Regions from separate parts of the Mus musculus genome. Here region 2 is linked to region 1. Evidence: chromatin contacts called from public promoter capture Hi-C data. All regions are on one chromosome and are shown on one strand. Each heading gives the region's core, a stretch centred on a gene start, on an enhancer-like site or on the middle of the called end of the contact. The rest is flanking DNA. Distances are from core to core; before and after follow the strand shown.

Region 1 (5,445 bases), core at 1,722-4,221:
GAATATCTACTTTATGTCTTTACAATACTCTATGTCCTTACAATAAATAATTATAAAGTCATTTAGAAAAGATTTTTATCTGCCACTTATCAGATGAAGAGAGACAATGTGAGTTTTATAATTCATTTACTTTCTTATTAACACACCACTTTTTGCCTGCAGCGCAATGCACAGTAACTCAGTGAGGGCCTCTAAAAACCAGTAAAATAAGTATTTGTAATAAAACTTCATTCTTCAGTGGCAACAGCATAGGGCAGCCAGCTTGAAGACTCGATTTCTACTTCACTACTTCTTAGTTATAGGATCTTGGCTAAGCACTTACCTTTTTACTCGTTTTTTTTTTTTGTTTTCTCAAATTTTCCTTTTTTCTTGTTTTTGTGACAGAATTTCTCTGTGTAGCCCTAACAGTCCTGGAACTACCAGACTGGCCTCAACTCAGAGATCTGCCTACCTCTGCCTCCTGAGTGCTGAGATTAAAGGTGTGCACCACCATGCCCAGTAGGAGAGTAAATTTTGAGCTGGGTGCAGCAGACAAGACTATAATCTTAGCCCTTGACATTTACTGATAGAGGGAAGAGAACAGAGTTAGCTGGAGGCCATCTTGGACTGTATGTCAAGACAGTGTCTCAAACAAACAGTCTAAAATATGCAGGTATTCCTAGAATTCAGAGGGTGAGGCAAGGATCCTACCAGAGATCCTACCTCAGAAACAAAACAAATTTAAGTCCAGGACAGACAGGGAGCCAATGATTTGGAGTTCTGGTTAAGAACAGCATTAATAAATTAGTGAAAATGACTTATCAATATCACATCAATTATTAGCAACTAGTGAATATTATAATGCCTAAGGCATCTGATTGGCATGGTGCGTGTGTATAGCCCCAGCAGCACCGAGGAACCTGAGGCAGGAAGGCTGAGACTGAACAACCAACCTGAACTGTAGGCAAATCCTGTCTCAAACACAAACACATCCAAGAAATATCCAAAGATTCCTGGTATCCGTATCTTTCAAATTATTTATGTCCCCAGTATTCTGTCTTACTCTACAAATTTCCTAGGAAAGCCTTAAAAGAGGGAACCAAACATTAACATAACATAAAGCAAACCTCAGCCTAATTCTTGGCCAATTGGTTCGGGTAGAATCTTTTGATGATGCAAGCTTTACTGACTGACATCTAAAGAATTCCTCTTACTCCCTGAGGTGAGCAAGGCAAGCCTTACACCCGTGACCCCTGACCTCAGCCTCCAGCAGGCTGTAATTTACAGGTGTCCATGACCATCCCAGCTCTTCATTTCTCCCAACTATTTATTAATTTCTAACTTAGAAATTTTAAGGCTAGCCGGTGCTGCAAGCCTTTAATCCCTGCACTTGGGAGGCAGAGGCAGGAGGATTTCTGAGTTTGAGGCCAGCCTGGTCTACAGAGTGAGTTCCAGGACAGCCAGGGCTACACAGAGAAACCCTGTCTCGAAAAACCAAAAGAAAGAAAATTTAAGGCTAATCTCAGTACAATCTTGTGGCGCCGTTTATGTTTTGCTTGTAATTGATGACCCTCAGATGGGTAAGGGGGACAAAATGCTTGAAGGTACAGAATTTACACTTTTTAATATCAAAGACAGGAAAGCACTTGTCAATATGGAACATTCTAAAGTCACTGGGACTGCCATTCTAGTCACTTTGTACCTTTAGAAGGCAAAGAGGGAGAGCCACAATGGTTAAGCAAATAGCATACAGAAGACAAGGCCAAAAAAAAAAAAAAAAAAAACCACGCGCATCAGCGAAAGCCCTTACAAAGCCAGGTGGGGAGGGGCATAAACCCTAATTATATATGGAAAATGAGTGGGGAGAACCACCAAGCAATTTAGAATGTTGAGTAAACAGAATTCATAAGAAACTGGAAAACAACTTAAGAAGGCAGAATTAAAGGCTAGGCAGCGGCTGCGGGCAGGGACCAGGGTTAGGGATCGGTCTCTCCTCTAGCTACACAGTATAGGTTTTCCGTAGGACAGTAGAATTTCCTGATCCACTCCACGATTCCTTATCTTCTGCACTGAGTGACGTTTATTTTACTTTATTGTTTTTTGAAGACAGACCCCCCCCCCCCCAACCGCCGCCTCACAAAGGCATCCAGTCCCTTGCGGCAGCGTCTCACACACACTCAACACAGACAGGAAGTCCTCCCTTCCACGGTGTCTGGTAACTACTGAGGCTGACTTCACACTTCAGACCGCAAAGGAATTGTCAAGCTTTCTCCGACTCGGGGAACACAACGCGCTTCGTCCCAGAGAGGCGCGCCATCAACCCAGACTGGAAGGCACTATTTTGTGCACGCCTGCGTCCGCGCCATCCTCCCCACCCCCGCGCTGCTAGTTAGGTCAGGACCTCGCGTTCATCCTCCATCTACCCTAGCAAGCGATCGCCTCCCTGGCGGTCCCGCGGGCTCCCAAGGGCTCGCCGATTCCGCACATTTGTGTCCCCCCCCCCAACCCCCAGCCTATCGCCGAGACCTGCAGCACAAACTTCCGGCAATTTCCGCAGGAGCAAGGAAAACTGCAGCTGCACCGAGTGGGCAGCGGCTGAAGCACAGCTTCACCACTAGGGCCCCGGCGCTGACCCCGAGGTGGAACGACGCGAGCTGGGGCACCGAGGGATGAGGGGAACTCGGGACGGATGGGCCCTGCCTACCTTCGGGTAGGTGTGCAAGGGGTAGGTCAGCTGACAGGCCCGGTGACAGGACGCTGTGTCTCCCAGGACCGAGTCAAAGGCTTCGGCCGCTGCAGTCCCCGAGCCTCCGGCCAGCGCCATAGTCAACAGCAGCAGCGGCGGGAGCCCCAGTTGGGCCTGGACCCAAAGCTTCCCCTTTGGCGCCGCCATCTTGTTCCCCTCTGTCACAGCAGCTCGAATTGTTGCTGTTTTCTTTTCAGGCTTTCTCCTTCTTCCGGGCCAGCCCCTTTCCCCGCCCCTCCGGCCCGCGCTTCCGCCTCCGAGAGCTCCTCGGCCCCGCCCCGGTCCGCCCAATCGGCTGCCTCCTGGCCGGTCTCTGGGACGGAAAACCTCTCGTGGGCGGGCTTGGGGACCCGGCCGACCATCTCAGCCTTGGGCTCAGAGCCGCGCCTGCCCCTTTCTCCGTGCCAGGCCGACTGGGGCCAGTAGTTCTCGGCGGCTTGGAGCGAGCTGAGGGGTGTTGCTTCCCTCAACCACAGCTTCCGCACGCCTCGCAGTGCGTTCTGGGAAGTGTAGTTCCTGCGGGTCACCAGCGAGGAACTGGGCCCCGGAAGAAGTGTACAAATAGTTACAACGCGCGGCCCGGGTGGAGGTCCCGAGGAGTCAAGAGACCAAACAGCGTAGGCAGGCTGATTTTCCCGGTGGGTCTCACGTCGAGCTCTGATTGGATAAGCCCTTTCCAGGCCTCCTAGTGCTGGGGCCAAGGCCTTGCTCGTGGAAGGGTTGGGATTCTCTGACACACAACACTGGTTTCTGAAGCAGCTTCTGTATTGCGCCGGGGTCTGGAGATGGTTGTTGTGGGCCTTAGAGTAATTCTTAGGATTGGGGCTGCCGCGGAGTGGGTGTAAAGAGGGGTTCACTGAGCCCAGTGGAACCCTAACTTCATCACAACTCAACCTGAACTGGAAAAGGATTTCAGAAGTCACCCCATTACCCCGGGTAGTGGAATCCAACTCCCTCCCTAGCATGCCCCTCTGGATCTTAGGAACTTAACCCAGGAAGTAAACTTAATTATAGTTTCAGAAGAGATTTCCTCTTTCGAGAAGAAGTCTTATTTCCTGTAAATACCATCCAAAAGCCTTCATAATTCAGACGTGTTTAGAAAATCCAGTCGTGTCACTTCTGGGAATACACATCTCAACCTTAATAAAGTTTCACCCTGTTTCTTGAATAGAATACTCCTCAAGCACCTGAAGGTAGGCGGAGCCCCCAGCAATGGATAAATTCGTCATTCGAACGCCTAGGATCCAGAATAGCCCGAAGAAGAAACTCGGAGAAAAGGTTTACAAGCAAGCCACGATTGAGTCGTTGAAGGTGAGAAGGAATGTGGGGTCAGAGAAAATGTGCACAGGACTGTCATAAAGAGATAGGGCCAACAGGTTCCATTGTAGGGAATCATGACTTTTTGTTAAGCACCCTTCAGGGACCATTTTTCTTTCTTACATACCCTGTACAGACTTTTATCAGTTCCTGTACCTCTGCTACCCTGAATTAATCCAATTCTGGCTTTAGGGTATGGTTGCTAGCTGACAGGATCACTACCCCCCTTTGTTAAGTTTTTTCTTTTTAAGATGAATTTTTATTTATTTATTTTGGTTTTCAAGACAGGGTTTCACTGTGTAGCCCTGACTGTCCTGGAACTCACCTGTAGACCAAGCTGACCTAGAACTCAGAAATCCCCCTGCCTCAACCTCTCAAGAGCTGGAATTAAAGGCTTGTGCTACTATTCCTGGCCAAGATTTATTCTTATGTGTGTCTGTGTCTGTGTGTGGATATGGTCACTAGTGGCTTTGGCTCTCTTTGGAGCTGTAGTGATAGTGATTGTGCACTACCTAAAGTAGAAATTTGAGGTCCTGGAAACTGAACTAAAGTCCTCTGCAAGAGCAGTATGTGGCAGGAATTCTAGTAGAATCATTGGATCTAGGGAAAACATTAGGATGAAATAGCTGTTGTTCACTCTGTCTAGGGTAAACATCAGAATGAGTGGCTGTGTTCTAGAAGTACTTGGACCTTTAAGAAATCAAGCTGACAGCGATTGTTTTCTGTTAGCTATAGACTTGTTTTTCTGAAGGAGCTGTACAGCCTTTGGTCACAAGACAATTCTGGGACACTTAGAACATCCTGCATTATTGAGCATTGCAAACAGTACACTATAAAGGCTAAACTTGCAGGGGTGTGATGTTTTCCTTCACAAAACATCTCTCCAGCCCTGTTGTTTTTGCTTTTGCATGGCTTTTTGTGGTTCGGTCCACAGAGGCTGGACCTCCTCCTGCCAGCAAGGCCTTAATATGTCCTGCAGTGTCTCTCTTTCTCCAAATGACCTGTGAGACTCAGAACACCGACAGCAACACCTGCTCTCAACCACCCCTGAGCCATCATCTCTCCATCCGAAAAGTTTTTCTCAGGTATATTAATTTTTTAAGTAGGATTCTATATACCAGTGGGTAAAATGACCCTTTCACAGGGGTTACCTAAGACTATTGGGAAAAGACAGATATTTATGTATTTACAATCATACCAGTAGCAAAATTGCAGTAATGAAGTAGCAATGAAAATAACTTTATGGTTATTATTTATGGAGATCAACCCAGCATGAGGAACTGTATTAAAGGATTAGGAAGGTTGGGAGCCACTGCTCTAGACAGACCTAGTGCAGTGTGAATGGTGATGCTTTATAGTGGTCCGACACCTTATATGTAGTGTTTTGGCCAGAATTGTAGCAC
Region 2 (5,445 bases), core at 1,772-4,271, 1.3 Mb before region 1:
AGGAGGCAGAGGCAGTCTGATCACTGTGAGGGTTACAGATCCAGTTCCAAGACAGCCAAAGCTACACAGAGAAACCATGTCTCAAAATGCTCCCCCTCCCCAAAAGAACACAAGATAATAAGCATTTATGTATGTCAAGGTTAATTTTGAGCTTAAAAAAACGTTCTCTATTTTTACAAAAATGTACACTCTATAAGAACAAATAAAAAAATCACCTTTAAACCAGGCAGTGGTGGCGCATGCCTTTAATCCCAGCACTCGGGAGGCAGAGGCAGGAGGATTTCTGAGTTCCAGGACAGCCTGGTCTACAAAGTGAGTTCCAGGACAGCCAGGGCTACAGAGAAACCCCGTCTCGGAAAAACAAAAACAAATCACCTCCAAGTGCTGCCTTATAAAAGTATTTACAATTACAGTCATAAAATTTCATTTTAAAGCTTAAATTTAACATGCAAAGCACTATTCTTAAATTAACCAAAATCAGATGTAATTCTAGGTAAGTTACAGTTTATAAATTTGAAGTAAGTTTATTATATATGTGTCAATACCTTATTGACTGTACTAACATCTTGGCCAAAGCTAACGAAGACTTTCTTTCTATGGTTAGATGTTCACCATACTTAAAACATGAACATGTCACTCACTTTCACTTCCACTTTTAGACTCTTTTAAGGAAGCTTTACTTTTTTTTTTTAACCATTTTCTACACTAGCCAAATAAAACTATGCAAAGAAAAGAGCACAGTATCTAAGAGGTTAAGGTAACTTCCTTTTGTTTATAATATTTTTAAAATGAGAAACAGCTTAAACTTCTCTTCCCAACATTGATGGTGTTTAAGCCCTCCGTATAATTTGTTTATAAAGGCACCATAAAGCACACTGTATGCTCGTGAGCTATCTTAAGAAAAGCCAAATCAAACAATATTTCATAGTTTTACAAGTTGTGGCTAATCTGTAGTAGGATGTAAGTGTACACCATATTTCTGAGGGGATACACATGGGCTCTGAGTAAAGAAAATGTTAAGTGCATACACACGCAGTCGACATTTAAAACTTGCCACAATTCAACATTTGGGAATGGCATTTTCCCTAAATAATCAAATCCACTTGGGATTATCTTATTTTATTCCTTTCAAAACAGAGTATGTTGTTTCACCAAGTGCTTCAAACACATTCCTGCTCCAAGGTACGCTCTGGAGGGGGGAGGGGATACATCTATAGATATAAAAGGTTATATGACCTCCGCGAGCTAATTATTAAATTCATTCCAACAAATCACAATTCAAATTGCATTTCTGGACACTAAGATTACAAAAGATCGCAGAACGTCAAATGTTTAAGGAATTACTTTTGTATCGAAATGAAGAAACATGGTATACTAAAACTAAAATCTCACGCAAGGTACAAGATTCGTCTGCTTTAAAGTTTGATAATCTTCTTTTTTAAAATGTTTAACCAACGTTAAGATAACAGTAATTAATCCCATTCAGGTACTGACTAGAAATCCCGCTGCTTCTTTGAGGTCTAACCACCTCATTCTTTTGTAATCCTGATATCAAAAGGATCAGAAACCACTTGCGAAGGCGTGCGACACACTGGGGAAGTGCTGTCTGTTTACAAATACGAATCTCACAGTTACCCACGTCAAAAGCGCGCAGTACCAGCACCTCTCGACTGGGGGGCGGGGGACAGAGACGGCGGGTGAGCAGGAAACGAAATCCACACAAACCTACCTCTGCTCCCTCCCGACAAGGACAAGCCCGGGGGATGGCGGGGAGGACACGCTGTGTGTGTGTGTGTTTACAAGTGTATATATACATACACATACACAGGGTGAAAGAAAGGCACACAATACAGACAAACACGCACTGGATCTAAGCGAAGGCTAGACCAATCCCGTTAACTCAGATACTCCTACCCCGTCTACAACAGGTTTCGGTGGCCGGACGGGCGCCCCAGCTTTCCCTAAGGTCGGCCCCCCAAAGCCCTCCTCAGGCCGCCCAGGCCGCCTTCTCGACTTCCCTCCTTCCCTCGGCTTTCCCCTGGGACACCAGAAGCCAGTTCCAGCCCAGGAGGAAGTGCCAGGCCCCGAGGGGGCGGCGGAGACGCGCTCCGGCGGCGCGGACACCTGCGAGGCGCCGCACCTGAAGGGGACAAGCTGGGGGCCCCCGGGCTCAGCGGCCGAGCACACCCCCTCGGCAGCCCGCGCAGCGCGGCGGCCCGCAGCCCCGTACCTGAGAAGCCCGCGAGCTACAGGCGCGCGCGACGCCTCCTCATCTCAGAGGCTCCGGCTCCCCCTCCGCCTCCCGCCGCCGCTGCCGCCCCCGTCGCCGTCGCCGCCGCCGCCGTCGCCGCCGCCGATGGAGGCCAGGACACGACGAGCTCAGGACTCCACCGCCATGTCCGCCGCGCCGCGAACTGCATTGTGGGGGGGAAGGGACGGGGAGGGGGAGGAGGAGGGAGCGAGAGAAAGAGGAGGACCCGCTGAGGGGAGGGGGCTGAGGGAGAGTGGCGCCCGGCCGAGGGGGGAGGGGAGTCGGAGGCTCTCCCCAGCCTGGGATCCCGATTGGGATGGGAGGAGATAGCCTCGGAGGCGGGGAGCAGAGCCTCCCAGAGCTGGGTTCAGGGGCTCCCTCTTCTTTAATTCTGGGGATCCCCCCCAAGCACCCGTCAAACCTCGGCGGAGGAGGGGGTAGACCGGGGGGCGTGGGGGGAGGGGCTTCGTTCCGGGGCTCGTGGCGGTCGCCCGGAAACAATGAGGAGGGGATGGAGGTGGGAGGACGGCGCGCACACACCCGCGCTGAGGAGGGAGAGCGGGCGAGCGCGCGCGGGCTCCGATCGGCGCCCGAGCTGGGGGCGGGCGGGCCCCCGAGGGAGAGAGGAAGGGAGGGAGGGAGGGAAAGGGTCGGAGCTACCCGCGGCTCGCTGGCTGGAGCGGGCCTGCAGGGAGAGAGAAAGAGAGAGAGAGGGTCCTGCGGTCCAGCACGCCGACGCCGGGAAGCGGCGCGAGGACGCCGGCGAGCTTAGGGTCGCGTGCACCGTCGCGCTTCTCACGTCAGGCTCCCTGGCTGCGGGCGCCTTGCCTGAGGCCCCCGGGCGGGAAAGGGGGCAGGTTGCCTAGCTGTGCCCCAGGGAGAGGCCGTAGATGTGCAGGCTCGGGCTTGTCACTGTCCGACAGCCCACGCATTTCTTGAATCCTCCGCGACCATTCCTGACTTCTGAGCACTGTCGAGCAGCTAGCAGGAGGGAGCCCCCCACCCCTTCACCCTTGCATCCAGTCCAGTTTTGCATCACCTCAGGACTAACAAAGCAGAGAAATCTTGAGAAATAGTTCGAAAACCATTTCTTTAGTTTCAGGTGGGCATAGAAACAACTACCAAGAACGGCTTCCCTCCTTCCTCCTTTTTTTTTTTTAAATGTGTTAGCTTCCTCTCATTTAAATTTACACTCATGGAAGACTAGAAGGCTTTGTTAGTTTATTTTAATGACACCCCCCCCCCCCGCCCTCAAGCCTCGAGATTATTATTTGACCAGTCTCCTACTTCACTCAGAGCTGGTCAAATCACACAACTGCAGTCCTTGAGGTGGATATTTACTAGGCAGAAAAAGTGTATGGCACTAAACGTGGGGTTTTATAAAGGGAAGCAGCTGAATCTTAAATATTTACAAGGTAATGACAAATTTTCTTGTGACTCACAGACCAGAGCTGCTAAGAGGCTACAGAGAGGCAATTGTCTCTGCAGAGTTCATCGACTTCCTGCTACATCCCAGAACTAAACACCTCTCACATGATATGTCCGTCAGAATCCCCAAAGCTGAACAAGCTTAGTGAGAAGGGACCAAGCATTGCCAACTTACTTCTAGGCATCGAGCTGAGGAGGCTTCATACACTTAACCACCTAATCTTCATAATGATCTTGTGACAATAGATACTATGGCTTCCATTTGCAGAGGAGAAAATATGCTCTGACAATCCCCTTCCCCCTGTCTCTGACTCCAGCAGACCCAGGAGCTGTGGATAGAGGGTAGCCAGTCAACCCTTCCAGCTTGGGGCGATTATCAAACTAATAAAAAATCCAGAGTTGCCTCATCTGAAACATTTTTAAATGTGTCCAAACTTCAGAGAGATAAGGTAAAGAACAGAAGAGGAAATGAAAGTGAAAACCGAATGTTAGGTGTGGTAGATTACAGCTGTAATATCAGCATTCTGGAAGCTGGGGCAGGATGATCACCAGGTCAAAGCCAGACTCTGTAGCCCAGGCTGGCCTCGAACTCAGAAAGCCGCCTGTCTTTGCCTTGATCTCTTTAAAAATAAAAAATAGACTTATAGCTTCCACAATAACATGTTCATTTTTTTGTTTTGGCTTTTTTGTTTCTTTTCCTTCTTTCTTTCTTTGTGGTGTTTGGGGGAGATTGGAAGAGCAGAGGACAGATATGAAGGAATGGGGAGAAGAGTGGGGTGGGGGCATATGATGTGAAATTCACAAAGAATTAATAAAATGTTTAAATAAATAAACGACTTGTATGGTGGAGTGGTGGAGTACACCATTAATCCCAGCAGGGGATAGGAAGGCGGGAGTAGGTGGATCTTTTGAATTTTTGGCCAATATGAAAAGGAGTTACAAAGCAGCCAGGGCTACCAAGTAAGACCTTGTCTCAAAAAACCAGGATTTGGGCAGATAGCAGCTCAATGTAACAGTACTTGCCTAGCATGTAAAGGGCTCCGAGTCTGATCCTCAGTGCTGGAAAGAGAATAATGAAAACGTAAAGCTGATAGACACACTTAAAAGGATTACCAACACGCTCCTCACTGATATTAATGTCATTGGACCAAATTCAACTGAACTCCTGATTACTTAGTATAAGCAAATCATAGTTCAGTGCCTAGACAAACTACACAGACTGCTGTTCAGAAATCTCACTGTTGAGCAAGGAAGGTAGTTTTATTAACCTGTAGTCAATAGAGCATATGACTATACAGAGAAACCCTGTCTCAAAAAAAAAAAAAAATAGAGCATATTAACAAAGAGTTAGGCAAATACACTAGAGAATGTGATAAATTCTATGTGGGCGAGCCTCCATCAGAAGAGATAGACCCTAGACCTTCAAGGATTACCTGTTTTGTGCCAAACACATGTTTATGATTCAGCAGACAACATTTAGTCTACAGTATGAAAATATTGAGTCTACAAGAAAGCTTCAGCCAGATGAGAAAGTCCTGTGTCTCCAGATAACTCCCTTTTCCTATTTTTCAAGATCCAACTCTTATTTAGTTGTTGTTATTGCTTAAGACGGGCTCTCTGGTAGCTCAAGCTGGCCTCCAGCTAGCCATGTAGCTGAGGATGACCTTGAACTCCAAGTCTTAGGATCACAGGTATGTACTGCCGTACCCCTTTATTCTTGTGTCCTTTACTAAATCTGATCACACAAACATCACACTCTCTCCAAT

Evidence for each region. Promoter capture Hi-C pulls out the DNA fragments that hold promoters and counts their contacts.
Region 2: a contact with region 1 is called in a promoter capture Hi-C map of liver, with 4 times the contacts expected there. The contact joins the promoter of Tut4 here to the promoter of Tmem59 in region 1. A contact is called at or near these places in 3 of 39 promoter capture datasets (cranial neural crest, liver and pre-B cells) and 1 of 115 datasets of contacts at active chromatin or transcription factors (pancreatic cancer cells).

The regions. Positions count from the first base shown.
Region 1 is chr4:107,176,156-107,181,600 of GRCm38.p6, reverse strand. Tmem59 (transmembrane protein 59) reads right to left here and starts at 2,971. Exons shown (of 8, transcript NM_029565.3): 1 at 2,684-2,971. The coding sequence starts at 2,872. Tceanc2 (transcription elongation factor A (SII) N-terminal and central domain containing 2) reads left to right here and starts at 3,235. Exons shown (of 5, transcript NM_025617.2): 1 at 3,235-3,363; 2 at 3,897-4,036. The coding sequence starts at 3,938.
Region 2 is chr4:108,456,986-108,462,430 of GRCm38.p6, reverse strand. It overlaps Tut4 (terminal uridylyl transferase 4), which reads right to left and starts at 3,021. Exons shown (of 31, transcript NM_175472.4): 1 at 2,792-3,021; 2 at 2,231-2,414.